Regions from separate parts of the Sus scrofa genome. Here region 2 is linked to region 1. A link is a contact called in public Hi-C data. All regions are on one chromosome and are shown on one strand. The core of a region is the stretch at or near the end of the contact, and the rest is flanking DNA. Distances in the headings are between cores, read along the strand shown.

What was found. Hi-C and Micro-C count contacts between places; a contact is called where the count stands out from the background.
Region 2: a Hi-C map of liver shows a contact between it and region 1, with 3 times the contacts expected there. The contact joins the promoter of CANX here to the promoter of RNF130 in region 1. A contact is called at or near these places in 1 of 5 promoter capture datasets (liver), 1 of 47 Hi-C or Micro-C datasets (liver) and 1 of 2 datasets of contacts at active chromatin or transcription factors (alveolar macrophages).

What each region holds. Positions count from the first base shown.
Region 1 is chr2:78,513,344-78,519,232 of Sscrofa11.1, forward strand. RNF130 (E3 ubiquitin-protein ligase RNF130) reads left to right here and starts at 2,750. Exons shown (of 9, transcript XM_021084320.1): 1 at 2,750-3,036. The coding sequence starts at 2,790.
Region 2 is chr2:78,912,966-78,918,854 of Sscrofa11.1, forward strand. CANX (calnexin) reads right to left here and starts at 2,863. Exons shown (of 15, transcript NM_001243210.1): 1 at 2,681-2,863.

The DNA.
Region 1 (5,889 bases), core at 1,500-3,999:
GCAGGGGGAGCTCTCTTGGGCCAAGACCTTCAAGGGACAACCCCCAAGGGGAGAAACAGAAAAGAGAGGCTCGGATGGGGGTGAGGGAAGGGCAGCTTAAAAAGACAGTGCTAGTGGAGTTCCCGTCGTGGCGCAGTGGTTAACGAATCTGACTAGGAACCATGAGGTTGCGGGTTCGATCCCTGCCCTTGCTCAGTGGGTTAACGATCCGGCATTGCTGTGAGCTGTGGTGTAGGTCACAGACGAGGCTTGGATCCTGCGTTGCTGTGGCTCCGGCATAGGCTGGCAGCTACAGCTCCGATTAGACCCCTAGCCTGGGAACCTCTCTATACTGCAGGAGAAGCTCAAGAAATGGCAAAAAGACAAAAAAAAAAAAAAAAGGCAGTGCTAGTATCCACCAAAGGTGCATGCCTACCCTATGATGCAGCCATTCCATTCCACAGTCCAGACTCTTAGAGACGCCTACTCATATACACCAAAAGACACACAGTTTTAGTAACAGCTCTGTTCATAAAATCCCAAAACAGAAGTCAATACAGATTCCTATCAACAGGAAAATGGATACATCACTTGTGGAATACTATATAGTCAAGAAAAAGAGCAAACAACTACAATAAATGCAAAAAAAGGGAAAGAATTTCACAAACATAATGCTAGGAAAAAAACTAGGCATCAAAGAATCCATGTTGTGTGATTCTATTTCCATAAATTTCAAAACAGGCAAACTGATCTATGGTAACAGAAGCAGATTAGTAGGGTAGTAATGACTGAGAAGGCCAGGGAAGCTTTGGGGGTGCTGGCAATGTTCTCCATCTTGATCTAGATGGTGGTTACAAAGGGATTTTCATTTACTAGACATCTGTTGAGCTGTACATGTAAGTTTTTTGCATTTCAGTACAGGTAAGATATATTTCAAAATAAAATTTATTATATAAATAGAAGAAAACAACAAAACAAACCCAACATAGTGCTGGGTGAAGAACAAAAAACAATGATAGCTATAACCAATACTATTTCATAATTAAGAAGTACATATAAACAACACTGCATTTTTTTCGTCTTTTTGCCATTTTTTGGGCCACTCCCGTGGCATATGGAGGTTCCCAAGCTAGGGGTCTGATTAGAGCTGCAGCCACCGGCCCATGCCAGAGCCACAGCAATGCAAGATCCAAGCCTAGTCTGCAACCTACACCAGGGCTCACGACAACGCCAGATCATCAGCCCACTGAGCAAGGGCAGCGACCGAACCCGCAACCTCATGGTTCGTAGTCGGATTCGTTAACCACTGCGCCACGACGGGAACTCCAACACTGCATGTTTTTAAGCACATTAGAATGGTTGCTTGTGGGGTAGGGAATGGCAGTTCAGTGTAGCAATAAAAGGGCACACATAGATTATAAAATAAAGTCCTGTGCTTAGAGAACAGACTTGTGTTTGCAGATGGGGGTAGGTGGGAGGATGGACTAGGAGTTTGGAGTTAATAGATGCAAACTATCGCATTTAGAATGGATAAGCAATGAGGTCCTACTATATAGCACTGGGAACTATATCCAGTTTCTTAGGACAGAACATGGTGGAAGATAATACAAGAAAGGGAATGTATTTTTTTTTTTTTAAAGGCAAAAAAACCCCACTACTCCATTTTAGAACCAACTTTCTCCTTGACAAATTCAGAAAGGCCAAGAGAGCTTTAAAGGGACCTGCTCCCCCCACCCCTCGCACCCAGCTGACTTAACAGACTGGTTCTGTGGGTCTCTGCAACCATTTCTCATACCAGCAGGCATGGGCACCTCACATCCTGTAAGGACAAGGGAGTAAGGGGCATGAGCTTCTCAAGCAGGGGCAGGCCAGGGCATGCTAAGTGGGAGGAGAACATTAAGAAGACCACCACTAGGGAAGAGCTCTACCACAGGGGCTCTAAGTGACCCAGGGCTGTTTGGAAAGGGAATTCCAGGGTTCCAGATGCCTGAGCAAGTACCTCAGATGTTCTTAAAGATCCAGGTCTAGAGAGACCCCCATACTCTTATTTGCACAGAACCCCCCCCCCAACCCGCCCTGGGCCCAATGATGATAAATAAGACTTTGAGTTGACTGGTTGAAATGTGGAATCCCATATTTAATTTAGAAATTAATTTTTAGTTTTAGCTTTTTTTCTTTTGTGTTCTTGTCTCATACTTTTCCATAGGCCCTTGGAAAAGGCCCCTGGTTCCAAACTCTGTGCGCATCTCGCCCGACGCATGAACATGGCTGGTCGTGGGGCTATTAGGTGCCGGGTCTGTTAGGGCCCTCGTGCGGGCGGGCGGGAGCGGACACGGGCTTGCACGCATGCGCAAGGGGGCGGGCCTGCGCCCAAGGCCTGCGCCTTGCCACTCGGCTGACAGGGGGCGGGACGGCGGCGAGTGCGCGCCTGAGGCGGCAGCCGGGCGAACAGGACTTTGTGCTACGAAGACCCTTTTTCAGGCGCGTCTTCCACTCCCGTCGCTTCCCCGAGTGGCGCCCCAACTCAGCGGGACCGGCCCTGTGGAATGGAGGGACCCCGGAGGAGACGACTGCGCGCGGCCTGACCCGCCGTCCTCGCTGAGGAGCCCATGGGCGCGTTCCCGCGGGCGGGTGGCGGACGTGAGGGCAGCGAGCAGCGGCGCCGCGGCACCGAGGAGAGCCGTGCTCGTGCCCGGCCCTGCGCCGGCCGCGCGCGCGCGCTCCCGCCGCAGCGCCGGCCGCGCCCGCCCCGCCTCTCGGCGCCGGCCCGGGAGCCCGGTCCGCGAGCAGCGGCGGCGGCGGGAGGGACGATGAGCGGTGCGGCGCGGGCGGGCCCGGCCCGGCTCGCCGCGCTCGCGCTGCTGACCTGCAGCCTGTGGCCGGCGCGGGCTGATAACGCGAGCCAGGAATACTACACGGCGCTCATCAATGTGACCGTGCAGGAGCCCGGCCGCGGCTCCCCGCTCACGTTCCGCATCGACCGCGGGCGCTACGGGCTCGACTCGCCTAAGGCCGAGGTCCGCGGTCAGGTGCTGGCACCGCTGCCCATCCATGGAGGTGAGTGCCTGGCAGGGGAGAGAGAAGCCGTGGCGCAGCGGCCGGCGATGGTCCCCCGCCCCCGGGAGCCGCAGCCTGGGAGCGGGGGCGGCGGGCGCGGTGCCCCTACCCCCGGCCTCGATCGTCGCGCCGCTCGGCGCGGCTGCCCCCCGGTCGAGGTTCCAGTCGTGTGCACTCCGGCCTGCTCGGTGCTGGGATTAGGCTCCCAGGCGCGTTTTGGGGATCTTCTTTTCTTTTTAGAAAGACTTAGAACGTTCCTTTTGGTTTTAGGTGGCTTGTTTACAGGAAGGCATTGAACTGCGAGTTTGCAGGGACAGCTCAGACAAAGGCGGCGGTGGAAGAGCGCAAAACTAGTTCATGATGGATGAGGTCTTAACCTGTATTTCAGAATCCGTAGGTTCGTTCCCGAAATCAAACACCGCATTGAATCTCGAAGGACCAGGCCCTTTTCTAACGTAAAAACGTGCTGTTTTTCTTAAGTGGCAAGTGGAAGGAGGGGTGGAGGAGGAAAATAGGCATCTTCCCTGTTGCTTTTGGCTCTTATTCTGCCCCAGGAGCTTTACTGTAATTTGACGCCTGAAAAAAATCTCACGTTGTGAAGAATCCGATACCAACTGGAACCTGTAGCCAAGTCTTCAGGTCACGGGAGTCTACCAAAGGGGAAAAATAGGTAAAATTTTCAAGAGCTGTCTTTGAAGCCATTTGCTTTACACTCATGTCTACCTATAAACACAGGCTCTGTTTAATTATTTCGTATAGTAGATGTATCTGTATAAATTTCTGGTCATGTTTTAAAGGAGACGTTCCCCACACTGTAGAGCATGATTTTGTTTTTTAGCCCACTGTGAACTTTGTGGAAAATGTCTGCTGTCTTCTCCACCCTACTCTCACCCTGAGAATGCTGAGAGGGGATTTTTTTTTTTTTTTTAAGCTGCTATTGAAGTTAAGATGATCTAAACTAGACACCCTAAATAAGGTAATGGTGTTTGTTTTTATACTCTAAACTGTTAAAACATCATGCCCCCTCTGAGATTTGTATTTGAATGCTCAAGTGCTAAGCTGTTGTCTTTGAGGCAGTCTAGCTGAGGAAGAAGAAAAGGATCAGGTGAGGCTTTCCCTTAGCCTGTTCCCAGTTTATATTCGCATTTTAAAAGTTCATTTTTATAACAATAATCAGGGGCTTAGGGTGCATTTCTTCACTTTGTTAAATACTGCAGTTAGGGTCCCAGCTTGCCCACAGAAACAACTTTGGCCTTTGGTTCATTCAGTAAATATTTGCTTGCCTCTGCTGTGCCAGTCACTGTGGTTGGGACACATAGCATTGCCAAATTATGGCACTGACAATGGTAGTCTATTTTCTGGTGCGGAGATCTGTGAGGATCACGTGGAAAGGGAGGAAGAGGAAGAGAGAGAGGCGAGCTGTTCTGGAGCAAGAGCCAGCCCGGTGCAGTATTTTGAAATCTGTGGTTTGTTTTTGGGGCTTAGTTCCCCCAGGCACCCCAAATTTATGACCCTCGTTTTAGGTACTTGCCTTCAAAGTGTTCCATGTTCTGAAACCACTTGTTGCTCTCCTGACACTCCAAACCAAAGCTCCATCCTTAAGAAAACTTGTTTTCGATGTTTGGATAGAAGGGTATTGGGAACTAAAGTGCGCTGACGTGTGGATAAAAGTTAGTCCTATTCCCTTTTCAGTGGGGAGGTGGCATTAAAGGATTAAAGGTTCTGAGTCTTGAAGAAAAGTAATTCGACTTTTTAGCCTGTTTCATCTGCAAAATGGAATGATGAAATATTTACTCTGTAAGGTTGTCAAAAGGCTTAAACGGTTCCTGCATTCTTAAAAGAGGAGACTTGTTAACCTAAGTGAATCTCTAAATTGGTGGGATTTTAGCCACTGCATCAATGTGAACACTTTGGGGCAGTGTGTGGAGACTGAGTCTGCGGTCTCCCTTGAGTGTCTCCTCTTCCTCTGCTCAGTTCTCTAGGGGCTCATTTTGTATCTGCACAACATGAGGTTGCTTCAGGTTTTCTCATGTGCTGGTGGTGGGATCCTGCAGGTGGTTTGAATCTAGCTTTATACTGAAGGGTCCAGCAAATACTATTTGAAAATCTCCTGCGTACCAGCCTCCATCCAAGGCACTGGGGAAGAGGGAGCGGTCACAGCAGTGAACAAAACAGATAAAAATCTCTCCTCTTCCTGAAGCTCACAGTCTAGGCTGTGGGGAGTTTATAAGTTAATTTACCTGTAAATTTTCAGAACCTGTGGATTAACATGAAATACAAGATGTTTTTGTCCTTTTGCAGCAGGAATTTAGGAATGTTTTTTTAAAAACAAGAATGGTAGTAGAAATCTGTTAAAATTTTTCATGTTTAAGAAAATGGCTTGTGTCAATTATACCTCAGTTTAAAAAAAGAAAATAGCTTAAACTTTGAATAATATTTGGGTATTTCACATCGTATTCTTTATTGAGTTTCAGATTTCATATTTTTAGAAAAATAATGAGTTCTTTCTGACCCTTACACAGATAATTTTAAATTGAAGAGAATTCTTGACATACGTATTGAGGACTTACTGATGGCAACACTACACAAAGTGATGTTCAAATTACAAAAAAAAAAAAAAAAAAAAAATAGAATTCCTGGCAAAAAAACAGCTGTGGTCAATAGATGGGAAATTAATGAAAATTCATTTTGAGGACCAGTGTTTGGTAGAAGACAGTAAAAACCATTCTTGTTATTTTGCACTGTTAACTATCAATTAGGCATGTTAACTATCAATTACTGAGCAAGATTTATTTGTCCTATATCTTTAAAGGGCAAGTTGGCAATTTTTTCCTTAGATGGTACTTTAAAAGT
Region 2 (5,889 bases), core at 1,613-4,112, 400 kb after region 1:
TTACGACTACTTTCTGTATCTGTATTGTCTGATATTACTACATGTCCATAAAAGCACTTAAAGGGGGGAAAGTACATAAAATTCAAAGTGGTCTTTATTGTAAATGCCCATCTACTTGAAAATAGATATATACTGCCTAGTTTCCTAGTTTACTGTTTTGAAGTTTGCTTTTCACTGACAGGAACATTAAAATCTATTTTTCCATAGCGGTTTTTTCCTATAAAGTAAGAAGGTTTAAGAGGTGGCTACTCAAACGCTGCTGAAGATTCTAAATCCTCTAAAAAGCATAATTCTCCAAATAATTTTCACAGCTCATAGCTAAGATTAATTTAAATGTACATCTGTTTTAGGCAACAAAATATTCAACCTGTACCTTCCTGCAATTCTACAGTAAGTCTACAGGTTATAACTATGTTCAGGCACTTTTATTATTTTCTAGGAGTTGTTATGAGCTGCCAGCTCTTCTTTGCACAGTTCAGTTCATTATTCCATTCAAAGTAGTTTCATGGGAGTTCCCGTCGTGGCGCAGTGGTTAATGAATCCGACTAGGAACCATGAGGTTGCGGGTTCGGTCCCTGGCCTTGCTCAGTGGGTTAACGATCCGGCGTTGCCGTGAGCTGTGGTGTAGGTTGCAGACGCGGCTCAGATCCCGCGTTGCCCCGCATTGCTGTGGCTCTGGCGTAGGCCAGTGGCTACAGCTCTGATTAGACCCCTAGCCTGGGAACCTCCATATGCCGAGGGAGTGGCCCAAAGAAATAGCAAAAAGACAAAAAACAAAACAAACAAAAAAAAAACAAAGTAGTTTCATGTTCACCATCTTACTTGTCCCTCCTAAAAAGCCCCCTAATGGTAAGGTAGGTAGTCAGAGGATTCCTCACTCCAATTTTAAAGACATAGAAACCAACTTAGCTCATAAGCTAGTTACCATGCTGGGCCTGGAATTCAAGTCTCTTGAGTCTGCATTTATGCTTACCAACTGTCGCTTCGTTCCCTTAAGCTATCTCTCAGGGCAAAGTGAACTCTGTAACTGAAAGGATGCAATAGCAGGATTGCCAAAACTGCAGCAACAACTTCTGTCAAAACGTTTACTCTTTGGAAGATAATGTGTTAGCTGAAACTGTTAAGGAGAGATAGTCAAGTAGGAAGGGATGCTGACACCCATTATCGGATAGGTCAGAAAATCTGCGGTGCAACACATTTACTCCAATACACAGCTCACTGTAGCCACCTCATGATCCAGTTTCCTGGCTTGTTTGCTTGTGCACACAGACTGGTGCACAGGAGGACTCCCACACAGTGCTTTACCTCTGCTCTAACTACAGCAAATATACAACTCAGCAGTGACCCTTCAACAGTACTGAAAAAAGAGTGAGGTACACAACAGTCTTGAAGATCAACGGGGTTCCCCTCTTAAAACAAAACAAAACAGAACGAAAACCTCCCCACACCATTCTACCCATTAAGAAATTAAGTAAAAGGTTCTATTTCTTAAATTAGAGGTAAAGAGACCTAACTGTGGTTCACCTTTCTCCTCCCAAGCTTTTAATTAATATCCAGCTCAGTTTAACTTCCCTCAATCAGCAGTCAAACCACTAGGTCCAGTTTCTTCCTCCTATTTCCATAAATGTGACTTCAGGTCCTGGAAAATAGGACTTAGCTAATTAGGATGTTAGTGTAGTGGATCAACAGCATTCACCATAATAATTTACTGCAGTCATTTATCAAGCAGTTAAAAATGTACATCTAACTTTCCTGCTCTTTCTTACACACGTCTTAATGGTAACAACAACTCTATCAGGTATTACATCCATTATCTGAAACGAAGTGAACTGCCCAGGTTCACATAGCAACAAATGGCTGATGAAGGACCTGAACAAGGGCCTTAGTCTTAACCACTACACACAAACTGCCTAGCTTTCAACTGTAATTCCAACGTGATCATAAAACTAATCGCATGACCTTGGGCCGATCATTTCTGAGCTCTGGGCCTCAGTTTCCTTCACTATAAAACGACCTGCCCACGGAGAGCTTTTGGGTGCTTTCCTGCTTTTAAAAGCCCACTGAATTTACGACGAGATTACTTACTCCCCCAATCTCCAAATAGATGTAAATGTTAGGACTTAAGTTTTTTAACCAGTGCGTGTTCTAGCACATTCTCCATACTCTTCAGGCTGCTACAGTCCAGTCTTCACTTTGCGGTTTTAATTTTCAAATTTTAGATCTGTAATGCTAATTCTAAATATCCTCTCTCTGTCCTATTATCACCTTTCCCCACTACTAAGAGTACCAACAAGGCCCGATCCTATTCCAGACCTTTACCCGGTTACTCTACCCCACCTCACAGCTTCCCAGGCAGTCAGCAATAGGTATAAGAAAGCCCTAGAAGCAGAACCATGAAGAGAAGTTAGCTTTCCCAGAGGTCAAGAAAGGCTCTAGGACACCTGCCACGCCTCCCAACCCCGGCGGCGCGGCCTGGGCCTGGCTCCGCAACTCAAGCGGCCCAGGTTCAGGCCTAACCCATCCCGTCTGGCGGGTCCACCAGGGCCTGAGCCATCGAAACTCAGCCGGACCCCTCAGCCCCGGCCACGCCCGGCTTCTCGAGACCTCCGCCGCCAGGCCGCGCACCCAGGCCCCCGAGGGTCCTCACAGGCCCGAAGACACGGGCAGGCCCCTGTCTCACCTCAAGCCTCAGGAGGACCGCCGGTGGTGCCCGCGCCTCCTCCCGCCCGCACACCTGGCCCCACGCTGCAGTGGAGACAGCGGCTGAGGGAGCCTGACCGTCACGTGCCGCAGAACCAAGAGGCCTCGACTCCTGCAGCCGCCGCGCGAGCGAGCCCCACCGCACGAAGCCCGGCCCTGCGTCCGCCCCTGTCTCCTCAGTAGCTACCACCAGCGCCAAGTCCCGCCCTCTCGCGCAAGATCCTGAATTCAATTGGTTATTGTGGCCATCGCTCTATGCACCTTCCCATACGCCCCCTAGGGCTATTCTTCGTGGAGTGTGGGGATTGGTTAGGAGTGAGGCAGGAAGTGGCTGTTGGTTGGGCAGTATGGAAGGAGGCGGTGTACGGCGGCATCGGGATCGGCGGGGGCGCGCGCGCGCGCGCGCGCGTCGTGGGGCGGGACTGGCCAGGCAGGCGTTCCCGCGCTGGTTGTTCTGGTGCCTTAGTGGGCGCGCTGCCCGGCACTGCATCCTAATTTCTATGGTTTCGACCGTTCAGGTGCCTGGACCCGGGCCTCGGGGTCTGGCATCTCATTCCCTTCGATGAGAGAGCAAATGGAAGCTGGCAGGATGGGTGGGAGGTCCATTGAGCCATCGGGAAGGACCTGGTTTCCAGTGCAGCGAGTGCGCAGATATGATGGAATCAGTCACGGCTCCCTTGGCCTGTCCTGGAGTCGCTGTACACCAGGCGCCACCGTTCCTGCAGAGTCATTGCTCTGGGCCCAGCAGTCTGAGGCCGCCTTATCACCCAACGTCAAAATATAGCCCAGAATACTATAATCCAGCGTTACTTCAACTTTCAATTTGTGATGTTTCCAAAAGCAAGATAAGACAAAAAGGGCACAATCACACTTAACAGCAGTGAGTGAGAAAAAGATGGTGCAATGGAAAATTTTCAAACACACCACAGATTTTGTAACTAACTTTTAGCACATCTTCAGTTTTCTGGGCCTGAGACAGAGCAGGACTGTAGATCCTACTAAGGATCTTGTTAGAGATTTTTTTTCCGTTAAAGCACAATGTTCTTAAAAGGAAGCTGAGGCCAAATCTCTGAAGAATGAATTTTGTGTTTGTTTTTTTCACAATTTGAAGTCACTTTATTTACTGACCCAGATTACAAAAATAATCACATAGACAACTCAGTTCATCCATTTAATAAGCCTGTTAGATCTATTTATCTGGGCCCTTCAGGAGAAGATAGTTTGAAGGGCCACAGGATGTTGTTTGCTTCTTTGAAGCATTTTCCAACAGTACGGATTTCATGAATAAGATCCTCCAGGAGTTACTATTGTGGCTTAGTGAATTAAGAACCTAACATAGTGTCTGTGAGGATGCGGATTCAATCCCTGGCCTTGCTCAGTGGGTTAAGGATCCATCCTAAGCTTAGGCGTAGGTCACAAATGTGGCTGCAATCCCATGGGTTTTTTTGTTGTTGTTGTTTTTGTTTTTTTCATTTTTCTTATTACTCAAATGAATTTATCACATCTGCAATCCCATGTTGCTGTGGCGGTGGTGTAGGCCAGCAGCTGCAGCTCTGATTCAACCCCTAGCCTGGGAACTTCCATATGCCACATATGTGGGCCTAAAAAAAACAAAAACAAAAAAAAAGGGGGAGGGAGGGGGAGAAAGAAAGAAAAGAGGAAAAAAAAAAAAAAAAGGTAAGATCCTGCATGATGGCTTATTTACCAAGAGATGGAGCAGTCCAAGTGTTATCTGTCAGGGCAGTTTCCTTCTTGTTGATTTGCCATAACCACGACTGGAGATTCATTTATCTTCTGGCTTGGAGATCCACTCATCTTCTGACTTCAGGTGTGGGTACCTTCCATGCAGTATGTGGTTCCATAATCCTCAAGTGTTAACTGAAGCTTCCTTGAGCTTAACAAGGGTGCAGTTGAAGATTTGGTGAAAACAAAGAACATGCAACACCTTTCAGATCTCTGGGCTCACACCATTGATATCTGTGATCCTGATGAGGAATGCCCATTTGGGTCCCTCAGGTACACCAAACTTGCCCACTTTTCTTGTTATCCTTGTCATCTGAATCTCAGTTCTATCTGCCTATATTCCCTATGACATGATTAGCTTTTTCATAGGTAAGCTTCTTTCTTGCCTTTCAAAACATCTTTTGGGCAAACTCAGGAACTTAATCCCAGGGTCTGTAAAATTCCTCCACTTTTTTTCTTAAGGATTTGCCTTTTTTTTTTTTTTTTTCTTCTAAACTCACCATGGTTTCACCAGGAAGAAAACTTGATATCTTGGAGTTCACTGTGGCCCAGGGGAGTGAGAACCCGACATAGTGTCTGTGAGTATGCGGGTGCAATCCCTGGCCTCGCTCAGCGGATTTAGGATCCGGTGTTGCTGCAAGCTGCCGTGTAGTTTGCAGATGCTGCTTGGATCTGGTGCTGCTGTGGCTGTGGTGTAAGCTGGCAGCTGCAGCTCTGATTTGACCCCATCCCTAGAAACTTCCATATACCACAGGTACATCGTAAAAGGAAAAAGAAAAAAAAAAGACTTGCAATCTTTTCTTGATAATGCAAAAAAGGGTACTTGAGGTATTAGAATATTTTATAATTATAATCATTTTATAATTATTAGATGTAGAACATGTGGGAGATTGGGTTAAATGTATTTCGATTTTATGGTATAATCTGCAAGATGGTTTTCTTGCAGGTAGGTAGGTAGAATAGCCATGTGAAGTGCTTGTGTTTAAAAATATACACAAGAAGTTGCCTAGTGGCTCAGTAGCTTAAGGATCTGGCATTGTCACTGCTGTGGCTTGGGTTTGATCCCTGGCCTGGGAAATTCCACATGCCACAGGAGTGGCCAAAATATACATATATGTACACACACACACACACACACACACACACACACACACAATGATGTGCACTGCAGCATTGTTTGTGGTACACAAATCCTAGAAACTACCAAACCATCATAGAGGACTAGTTAAATATAGGTCATCTGTATAATGATTCTGCCCCATTGGAAGGCATTGGCAAACACATATGTGTATAGATATGACTGCCAAGATTTAATGTTATGTGAAAAAGCACTAAGAAAAGTATGTTTCCTTTCATGTTGCAAAGGGAGATATATTATCATAAGCACAGACAAAAACCATCCTGGAAAGACGAACAAGAAACTGCTAAGAGTGGTCAAAGAGGCCA